2 separate regions of the Sus scrofa genome follow, and region 2 is linked to region 1. Evidence: chromatin contacts called from public Hi-C data. All regions are on one chromosome and are shown on one strand. Each heading gives the region's core, a stretch centred on a gene start, on an enhancer-like site or on the middle of the called end of the contact. The rest is flanking DNA. Distances are from core to core; before and after follow the strand shown. Region 1 overlaps NME7 (nucleoside diphosphate kinase 7). Region 2 overlaps LOC110260299 (a long non-coding RNA gene).

Region 1 (5,256 bases), core at 1,809-4,308:
TCTCTGACATCAACTGTACAAATGTTTTTTTAGGTCAGTCCCCCAAGGCAACAGAAATAAAAACAAAAATAAACCCATGGGACCTAATAAAACTTAAAAGTTTTTGCACAGCATAGGAAACCATAAAAAACCCAAAAGACAACCTACAAAATGTGAGAAAATAGTTGCAAATGATGCAACCAACAAGGGCTTAATCTCCAAAACTACAAACAAATCATATAACTCAACAGCAAAAAAAAAAAAAAAAAAAAAAAAAAAAAACCCAACTGAAAAATGGGCAGAAGACCTAAATAGACATTTCTCCAAAGAAGACATACAGAGAGCTGATAAGCATATGAAAAAATGCTCAACATCACTAATTATTAAGGAAATGCAAATCAAAACTACAATGAGGTATCATCTCACACCAGTGAGAATGGCTGTTATTAATAAGACTACAAATAACAAATTCTGGAGAGGGTGTGAAGAAAAGGGAACCCTCCTACACTGTTGGTAGAATGTAAATTGGTGCAACCACCAAGGAAAACAGTATGGAGATTGAGATTCCTCAGAAAACTAAATATAGAACTACCATATGATCCAACAATCTCCCACTCCTGGGGATATATCTGGATAAACTTTCATTCAAAAAGATACATGCATCCCTGTGTTCATTGCAGCACTATTCACAATAGCCAAGACATGGAAACAACCTAAATGTCCAACAACAGATGAATGGATTAAGAATATGTGGTACACATATACAATAGAATACTACTCAGCCTTAAAAAATGAAATAGAAGAGTTCCCATCGTGGCTCAGAGGTTAACAAACCCAACTAGCACCCATAAGGATACAGGTTTGATCCCTGGCCTCGCTCAGTGGGTTACGGATCTGACGTTGCCGTGGGAGCTGTGGTGTCAGTTGCAGATGTGGCTGGGATCCCACATTGCTGTGGCTGTGGTGTAGGCTGGCAGCTACAGCTCTGACTGGACCCCTAGCCTGGAAACCTCCATATGCCATGGGTGTGGCCTTAAAAGACAAAAAAAAAAAAAAAAGAAGAAGAAAAAAGAAATAGTGCCATTTCTCTTTCTGAAATAATGTCAGAAAGAGAAAGACAAATACTATGTCACTTATATATGAAATCTAAAATATGGCACAGATGAACCTATCTGCAGAACAGAAACAGTCTCACAGACATGGAGAGCAGGATTGTGCTTGCCAAGGGGAAGTGGAAGGGAGGGTTATGGACTGGGAATTGGGGGTTAATAGATGCAAACTATTACATTTAGAATAGATGAGCAATGAGGTCCTACTGTATAGCAGAAGGAACTATATCCAATCTCTTGTAATATAACATGATGGAAGATAATATGAGAATAAGAGTGTGTATATAAATATATATATGTATGACTGGTTCACTTTGCTGTACCTCAGAAATTGACAGAATATTGTAAATCGACTACAATTTTAAAAAATTAAAAAAAGTAAAATATAATAATATCAAACAACCCAAACAACAACAACAAACAACAAATATATTCACAACATTTTGCAAACAATCTCAGGTGGTGAGTCCATGGGATAAGGCTTCAAATAAATTTAAGTCTCCTAAACATGGCATAAAACAATCACTTGATCCTCAGCTACCTTTCCAAGCTCATCTCCCATTCTCTAATATATTTTATTTTTTTATTTTATTTTATTTTATTTTTTTTTGTCTTTTTTGCCATTTCTTGGGCCACTCCCAAGGCATATGGAGGTCCCGGGCTAGGGGTCGAATCAGAGCTGTAGCCAGCCTACGCGAGCCACAGCAACGCAGGATCCGAGCCGCGTCTGCGACCTACACCACAGCTCACGGCAATGCCGGAACCTTGACCCACTGAGCAAGGCCAGGGATCGAACCCGCAACCTCATGGTTCCTAGTCGGATTCATTAACCACTGCGCCACGATGGGAACTCCCTCTCTAATATATTTTAAACTCTAATATTTCCAATTCTTTATGGTTTTCCAGGAAACACACCATTTCCCTTTCTGGAATACTATTCTTTTTTGTTTTTAACCTACTTTCTGATACTTGGACCAGAGCATCCATCTTCCAGAAGCCTCACCTGAAGCCCATGCTGGGACATGGGTTCCACACAGTGGATCCAATGACACCCAAGGAACTTCAGCCCTCCAGCATTCACTTCCTAACATCCAAATTGTAGCCCTTCCTAGAGATTGCTTAATTCTTTGAGTGTAGGGACCATATATTAATCCTCCCTACACACCCCTTCCCCCAGTTTTTGGAAGAGTGAATGACACAAACAGGGCTTCAATAAACATAAGTTAACCTGAACTGTTGAAGAACCAAATTAACAATGGCAGAAGAGCTAAGAGAATCCATAGATAATATCCCTCAACTGAGATGACAAACTGTAATACCAGCAAATAAGTTGAATATCTACAATGTATGATCATCAACAAAGGCTATTAAACACAGAAGACATAAGAAAGTTATTTTACCCAAATTAAAAACAAATCCAGTCTATCATGTCAGTATGGTTGTCTACCATCATACAACTGATAGAACAATGGATTATTTATTAAAGTAGTCTGAAGGCAATACTCAGAATATGCAGCATTACGATGCCCTCATGGAAAGGTTTAATACCAAGCTATAGGCTACTGCTGTACAATGTTTTACAATTATCATTGCCCCATGAATAGTAAGCAACAGTTTTAGCTCTCAGATGGTGACTGTACAGAAACCCAAAAGTTAATGTGTAACAAGCGAAGAAGAGGACTTTGTACAGAAAGTTATGTACACTGATATTCCAAGCAAAAAAAATTTTTTTTTGTTGTTTTAACCTGCAGTTGTTATTCATTTACCCAGCATATTAAGGTATTTTTTTATTATTTTACTTCATTTTTTTGGAATATAGTTGCTTTACAATGTTGTGTTGAAAGTTATTTGTAACTCTACAGTTGATACCAAAGGGGACCAGTAGTTATCACTGGAAGGATTACCAGTCCTGACACAATAGATCATAAGCATAATGCAGAATGTGACTGGGAAGGATCCAATGAAATGGTCAATTCACACATTTCTGTTTCACTGACTTTGGAACTTCTCTCTTATGCCAGATTCATTAGCTGTCATAGGTCAGTTATTGCAGCACAGTTAGGGATGGAGGCAAGGGACAGAAGCATAATCAGATGCTTCCATGGAAGAACAATCTTTGAACAACCCCCATATCCCCGCTGAGAGTGGATAAGCTGACTTCTTTCAGCCTCATTCCAGCCCCCACCCTACTCAAACCCTTGTGGGAATGAAAGATATCATTGACAGAGGAGACTGCGATCTGGATACAGAACGACTGGAGAAGTTAAAAAGATGGAAAATCATCAAACAAGAGTATGCCTACAAGAAAGATGGAAGCCATAATCTATGCTGAATTTAAATTTTTAAAAATTGGATTATGTAGGAAAAAAGAATGTTTAAAACACTTAGAAATGAAAATGTTGCTCAGTACAGTTGCAGGTACACGGTACATAATATAAATGATATGAACTAAAATGTGGTGAAATATGAGAGTATGATTGAGATAGGGAGAAGAGGGAAGAAGGAGGTGGAGAAAGACGATTTAATATTATTGGGAGAAAAAGAAACTCAATGATGAACATTTTTCTCAAATAATAAACAAATCCGTGGTTTTTCAAAGAATTGGCTACATTTTCTAAGGCACACTTCCTGGACTGTATTTACATTGTGAGATAGGAATTTGGATGCTGCAGTGATTTGGGGGCACCTACATTAGGCATTCTGTATAATTAAGCAAAAACAAACGTGCTTATCAATAATTACGTATTAACTCACCAGGCATTTAGCCAAAGCCCTGATGACAATATAAGCAGCCTACTGGTTGTGAGTTCTTTGAGGAACAAATAATTTTATATTTGTCATCTAAAACTGAGTGGGGCAAGTTCATGAATAAAAATATAATAAGTTAATGCATATGAAACAAAAGTAAATTCTAATCATCCTAATTATTGATGAAGGACAACTATTCTTTTCCTAAGTTTAATTTTCTACTCTCACCCACCATTCCATTGTGAACTCTAGAGAAATAATTTGTTACATTTAAGATTATAATATAAAGGTGATGAGGTTAGAACATGTAAATTCTGGACCCAGACTGCCTGAGTTTAATCTCCATTCCATGTTTCGGCTGTAAGACTTTGGGAAAATTTCTTAATGCTTCTGTGCTTCATTTCCTCATCTGCAAATTGGGGTAATAATATTTACTTCGTTGAGAGATACATAAGTTAATGCATGTAACATACTTGGAACAGTGCTTGGCACATAGTTAAGTATCCCCTAAAGCTAATTAGTATTGCCACCATATGAAAACATAAAAATTTAAAATTAACAAGCAGATGACACAAAGGAATTAATACAAATAAATTTAACACAGCAACCTTTTAAACTTAGCCACAAACACGACTGTATTATGTTCTTAACTATATGACATAAACATCTGCCTAACATAAGAGGTTTTTAAAAAGTAACTATAGTAGTTTGGATTTCATCTGTATCTGCAGCAAGAAAAGAATATGTGACTTTGCTGTGGGCAAGATTACATTCAAGATGTTGTCTAGTTGCTACTTTTCTGGGCAAAAGACTGTTCAGGTTAAAGGAGAACAGGAAATAACTATCATTATCATTTCTTTCACAGAAAATTGCAGAATTATCACAGAGAATTTCTTACACAAAATTAGCATATATGTGGTAGTGGAGGTATATGACATTTGAGGATTAGAGTCCTTCCAAGTTTCTTTAGAAACTTTACATAACCTGGAAAACCTCAATACATTTGTTCTTTAAAACATTACCCCTAATATTTTCCTTTGTTAGATTATTCCTCTGCTTTCTCTCTTGTCCATAACTATCTAATGGGTGAAGAACAGTAGTGCATTTAGCAACTTTTTCCCTGATACCAAAGTGGGAACAGTAGTAAAATTTTATGAATGAAAAAGAGGATGAATTTGATTAGGTCAACAATGTTTTAGGATCCTTTCTAGGCTCCTCTTTAAGGACTCTGCAATTAGTCACCTGAGAGTTACTTATTAACTGAGATCATGCTTAGTTAACGTGCTAAAAAATGAAGCAGCATGCAGACCAAAGACAAAAGTTCAGGGTCAAACTGCAGAGAACAAAGGACAGTGAATGAATGGTTATACTTTCCTTGTCATTCTTTCAGAGTAAGGGAAATGAAGGGACCACGCAGCCT
Region 2 (5,256 bases), core at 1,815-4,314, 250 kb before region 1:
TTATATGCTGAATATAGATTTTCTAATGCTTGAGTTTCCATTAGAGTTTACATTTATGTACTTAATGCCTGAGAGGATGCTTGACTAATATATTATATCATTGTGAGTTCACTTTTTTAAAGATGAGTTTAAAAGATGGAAAATGAGCTTTAGAAGCTAACAGAATAAAGAGACTTAAATAGCAAGAAAGCTATAACTCTGGAGCCCCAGATTATCCTGATGTATTAAATTAAAAATTTTTCAATCTTATAACTTGTTCTATTCTTTGCTCTCCACTGACAAGAAAATGATTTTTATAGGAAATCTTTAAAATATTGGTTCTTCATTCATATAGTAATTAGACTGGAAGGACAAAACTGTAAACTTCTTGGAAGCAAAAGAAAACACTAGGTTTTCAAACATGGAGAAATGGAAATAAAAGTGATCTGGAGTATGTACTTTGTGCTAGCCACCCTGCTAGGTAATTTTGAATGTGTCATATCTGAGCCATTACCATTGCATCGTAGGTATTATTAGCCCATTTCACAGATAAAATGCATAAACTTTGGATGACTCACCCAAGATCACATGGATGGTAAAGGGGAGAGTCATGAATCTTTACTAGTGTAGGCCCTACCTTCTGTACAAGAGGCACTGGAAATACATCTATATTTAGAGTCAGAAGATGGGGTTTAGGACCAGGTCTTTTTTTTTTTTTTCTACTGTACAGCATGGTGACCCAGTTACACATACATGTATACATTCTTTTTTCTCACATTATCATGCTCCAACATAACCCCATGTGGCTCACAACATAACTACTTGGCATTGCTTCTACAGTGGCTGTGGCTCAATCCCTGGTTCAGGACCCAGGTCTTTACTCATGAGTATTTAGAGTTTAGTCAAGGCATAGCACTGTCTAGGGTTTAATTTCTTCATGTATAAAATGAGAACCCTAGCACCTCAGGGTACTGTGAGCTGTGAAAGTGATTTTTAAGCTGCCAAAGGCAATTGAAGAAGGCTCGTCTGAAAGGTGGTGATACCCTATAACCCACCTCTCAGAATAAACATGAGGAGTCATTGGACACTGGATGTCACAGTCAATGCAAGCCCAAGGCAGGAGCCTGAAAAGATGAGTTATCAACATTCCTAGGAGTTTTGCAGAGCTCAAGAACTCAATAAAACATTTCTTACAAGTTTGGATTTTCTAAGATAGTTAGTGTAGCATACCTGAGTTCAGAAGCCCAGAGAATACCTTCAGACTGTAGTTTAGGAAATGAGAACTTTGAGAAGCTAATATGGCACAGTCTTTAGTCAAATACATCCCATTATTAGATTTGTGAGGAACCGTGGAAATTACATAGGACCAAACTTTCATTTTGCAGATGAGGGAAGTGAGGCTTAGATGTACAGCTCATCAGTAGCAGAGGTGAGACTAGAACTCACATCTCCTGACCCTGAGTTTGTGTTCTTTTCTACCAAATTCATTGTTCTTCTAACTTCATTTAGACTCAGGAATGGCATAGATACCAAAGTCAAAGACAAAGTATTAATTACTAAGCCTACAAGTAAAAATCTATGTGGGTTTACCCTTACTGAATGACTTGAGGAAAGCTACTTCATACTTGTCTCAGTAGCCTGTAAAATGAGTTATAATAATACTGATTTCAGAGGTTATTGTGAGGATAATACAGGAAAAGTTCTTAGCATAGTCTTCTTACTGTGCTGGTAACTGCTCAACTCTTGTTGGTTATCATACAATCACCAATCTTCTACATGCCATAAAACCCAGTAATGTGACTACCTGTGTGTCTCCTTTTTAGGGTAAACCCTGAACTAGCAGGGACCCTATCAGGAGACACCCTGCATGTAACTTGCGTAGACCCTGTTGGGGGTCAGTCTGTTTATTTCACTTTATCTAGAGTTTGAAGCAATCATAACATGAGAGGATGAGGCTAGACTTGGAGGGAAAAGAGGAGGTGAAGCTTTCATTTTGAGCATTTGAGCCTGAGTCCCAGTTTCTTTTCCTACAGATGAGGATATTAATATCCATTCTTTTTAACTTTGTGGTACTCAAAGCTGTCAATTCAATAAAAAATGTATTATGAACTATTCATTGCTATATAACTGTAAAACAAAGAGCAGAAATGATAGTGGTTTTCTCCGTGTGCTAATAAGCCACAGTCTCTCACTTGAGTGGCTTTTTAGTTCCTTTCTCACAGGCCCTGGGGGATTTGGTGTTAGACATAATGAGTTAACATTCTATTAATTACATCTGATCTCATGGCCTCAAACGTCAGTGTTTGCTCACCTCTAACAAAGAGAATACAGTCCTTAGAACATAGGATTCTTTCTAAATAAATTATGAAAGTCTTTTCAAGATCCTGCTTGTTCTTTTTACATAGGAGCATAGATTCGAGATTATCTTGGAACCATGATAGCCAGCTACCTGCTTTGTGTACTGTTCTAACAATTTACCCATTGATCTCATGTTTCTTCTAAAAACGTCAAAGCACTAGGCAAGTATTACTCATCAGACAGGTTCAATGATGTCCTTCTACATTTAGCTTTTTTTTTTTTTTTCTGGACCAGTCACATCTATTCTCAGGACTATGACCCACATGAGCTGTGAGGGCTCTGGGCAGAAGTGCTACATTCCAGCTTTCAGTGGGCTATTCAAGGACTGTAGAGATTCTTCTCTGGCTGCCTACACCATTTAGTATTTTCTCTGCCATTGCCTTCTTCCATTGCCATGGTTTTCTTAGAGTTGTCTTAGAGTTCGTGCCCAGCTACATCTCTACTGGGAGATTTAATGTTTAAGGATCTGAATTGCAGAGCCCATGAGTCTGCATTGGGTAGGTGTGTTGGTGAATACAGTTTATTAGGTTCGACCCGTGGCCAGTGTTAACCTCCCCTCCCCCAAGCTTTTGCTAAGCCCAAATTTTCTCCCAACCAAGATCCTTGAATTCATGCTGGCTGGTGGTGGATTCATGACTCAAAAGTAGCTGCCCTGTATAGCATTCTCATGGTCACATTTCAGGCTTCCCTCCCTCCCTCACCTTTCCTCGCCTACCCCATTCAATCTCCCATATCACATACTCACAAATCCCAGTAACTTCTTCTGGAGAGTAGCTGGGAAATAAATGAGGTAGCAGAGAGATGCCAACATGGCCCTCTTCCAATAGTTTCAGCACTAAAAGGTAACAAAAAACTCCAGCTGGAAGCTGACCAGATATTTATTCACTCCACATGCATAGTGAATGTTCTTTGCTGAGAATTCTTGCTTCCATTTAACTAAGTGAGAATTGGGGGTCTAGGAGTTAAAGTGGCTGACTCCAATAGTAGGCCACTTTCAGAAGAAACAGAAGTAGACTGACCCATAGCTCTATTCAAGGTGCTAATATTTAACCTGTTAAAACAAATATTTGCCATCCCACAGGTGACATTCACGTTGCTTAATCTTTTTCACTCCCTTTTCCATTTGCCAATATTTCATTACCACAAAATTTCCTAACTCAAAAAAGATATTCTTTCCTGTCATTTGGATAAAATTTACCCAAAATGAGTATTATAAACACAGCAGCATAACATCAATTTATGGGGCCACCCCTGATTTACCAGTGAGGTAAATCTGGGCCTTAGATAGTTTTATACCTCTTTTTTTGTGACTTTATTCACTTTCAGTTCAGTGGCTTCCTGGAATAACTTCAGTAATTAAACAGAATTCCCAGGTCCTCTAGATTACATGAAGATAGATGTCAAAGTCTCACTTGAGTGAGGAAAAGTTTTGCTGATTAATATGGCTAGATAGCCACACTGCCTTATGCAAAACCTGATGAAATCAGTGCATCTAACCAAATACTCACCACTCTCTCCCATTGCATACTCTTTTAAAATCTGTAATACTGATAGCAAGGAGGCAATAGAAAGCATGAGTTTACAATGGCAGACTCAGAGGTTCAAATCCTGGCTCTGTCACTTACTATCTGTATAGCTTGGGAAAAAGTTAAAGATTTCTTTGTTACTTTCTTTATCTGTAAACATAAATATTAGTTTGTAGGACCTTTCTCTGTCTTGTTTTGAGGCTGTGATTTTATATCTATATACATATATATATATATACACACACACACACTTTACACATGAATACATACATATGTATATAAACACATACATACACATATACATAATGTACATACATACATACACACATATAATAGCACTAATAAATGTTGGATATTGCTTTTATCGCTAGTATTTACTGAGTGCATACTGTACACCAATACACTTCTAAGCATTGCTACTCTTTATAACCATCCTCAGATGTAAGTAGTATTGTTAAGCTCATTTTGTTTATTTGTTTGTTTGTTTGTTTATGGGTGCACCCACAACATATGGAAGTTCCAGGGCCAGGGACACACAGCTGTGATCTGCACTGCAGGTGCAGCAATGCCAGATTCTTTAACTCACTACTCCCAGCCAGGGATCACCCCGTTGATCTGCAGGGACCCAAGCTGCTGCAGTCAGATTTTTAACCTACTGCACCATGATGAGAATTCCTGTTTAGCTCTGTTGAAAGATGAATATCCTGGCGGTTAAGAAGACTTAAGTCATACAGTTAACAGAAACAGAAGTGGCATTGGGGCTCAGGCTTTACTAGATTCTACTGATCGCCTGCCCTGTTGGATGCTAGAAGAAAAACTCACCGTCCAGACTGCCAGTTGCATGCAACCAGCCACTTTTCCCACATTGCTGAGTCATCACAATATACATACACCAAAACATCTAAAATGTTTTATTTTATCTCTACTTCTAACTTCTACTTATTCATTCAAAAGCTTTCTTCACTAAAACCCTGCTCTGTGCTAGGCTCTATGCCAGTTTTGTAAGAATCAGAGATATTTAGAGAAGTCCCTGCCCTTGGGAGCACTCCAATTGGAAACAGAGAACAGAAGTATTAAAACAGTTGTAAGTGGCTGCCTATTACCCAGGGCTGTACCCTCAGAGAAAAAGGTATTCTTAGGTGCCTGAACCAGTGCCCAGCCCTTGCTCTAAATCCCTCAAGGTAGGATGTTTCCTACTTTTATATAGTCTTCCTCAACTGACAATTACTCTACATATCTACAGTAATTCTCACCAATTAGCTATCCCAATGCTAGGACTTCAATTCTCTTCATTTATCTGGAGCTACTTTCAAAGACATATCTTCCTTCTCCCCATAGGAATCCAACATTTTCCATAATCTCTTCCATTTTTTCATTATATCTTTGAGGTGTT

The links. A called contact is a pair of places that touch in the nucleus more often than the background predicts.
Region 2: a Hi-C map of liver shows a contact between it and region 1, with 7 times the contacts expected there. The contact joins two enhancer-like sites. A contact is called at or near these places in 4 of 47 Hi-C or Micro-C datasets (liver and skeletal muscle).

What each region holds. Positions count from the first base shown.
Region 1 is chr4:81,876,068-81,881,323 of Sscrofa11.1, reverse strand. All of the region lies in intron 12 of NME7 (nucleoside diphosphate kinase 7), which reads right to left. Among named protein-coding and RNA genes, the nearest start is that of ATP1B1, 58 kb to the left of the region's middle. Within about 2 kb of position 3,058, at least 13 of the 83 cell types and tissues checked have an H3K27ac peak or open chromatin away from gene starts, as enhancers often do. A contact at or near this core is called in liver, where this site is marked.
Region 2 is chr4:82,130,694-82,135,949 of Sscrofa11.1, reverse strand. All of the region lies in intron 1 of LOC110260299 (a long non-coding RNA gene), which reads right to left. LOC106510101 (a long non-coding RNA gene) reads left to right here. Exons shown (of 3, transcript XR_002343351.1): 3 at 1-2,058. It also overlaps the pseudogene LOC106510108. Among named protein-coding and RNA genes, the nearest start is that of DPT, 150 kb to the left of the region's middle. Within about 2 kb of position 3,064, at least 8 of the 83 cell types and tissues checked have an H3K27ac peak or open chromatin away from gene starts, as enhancers often do. A contact at or near this core is called in liver, where this site is marked.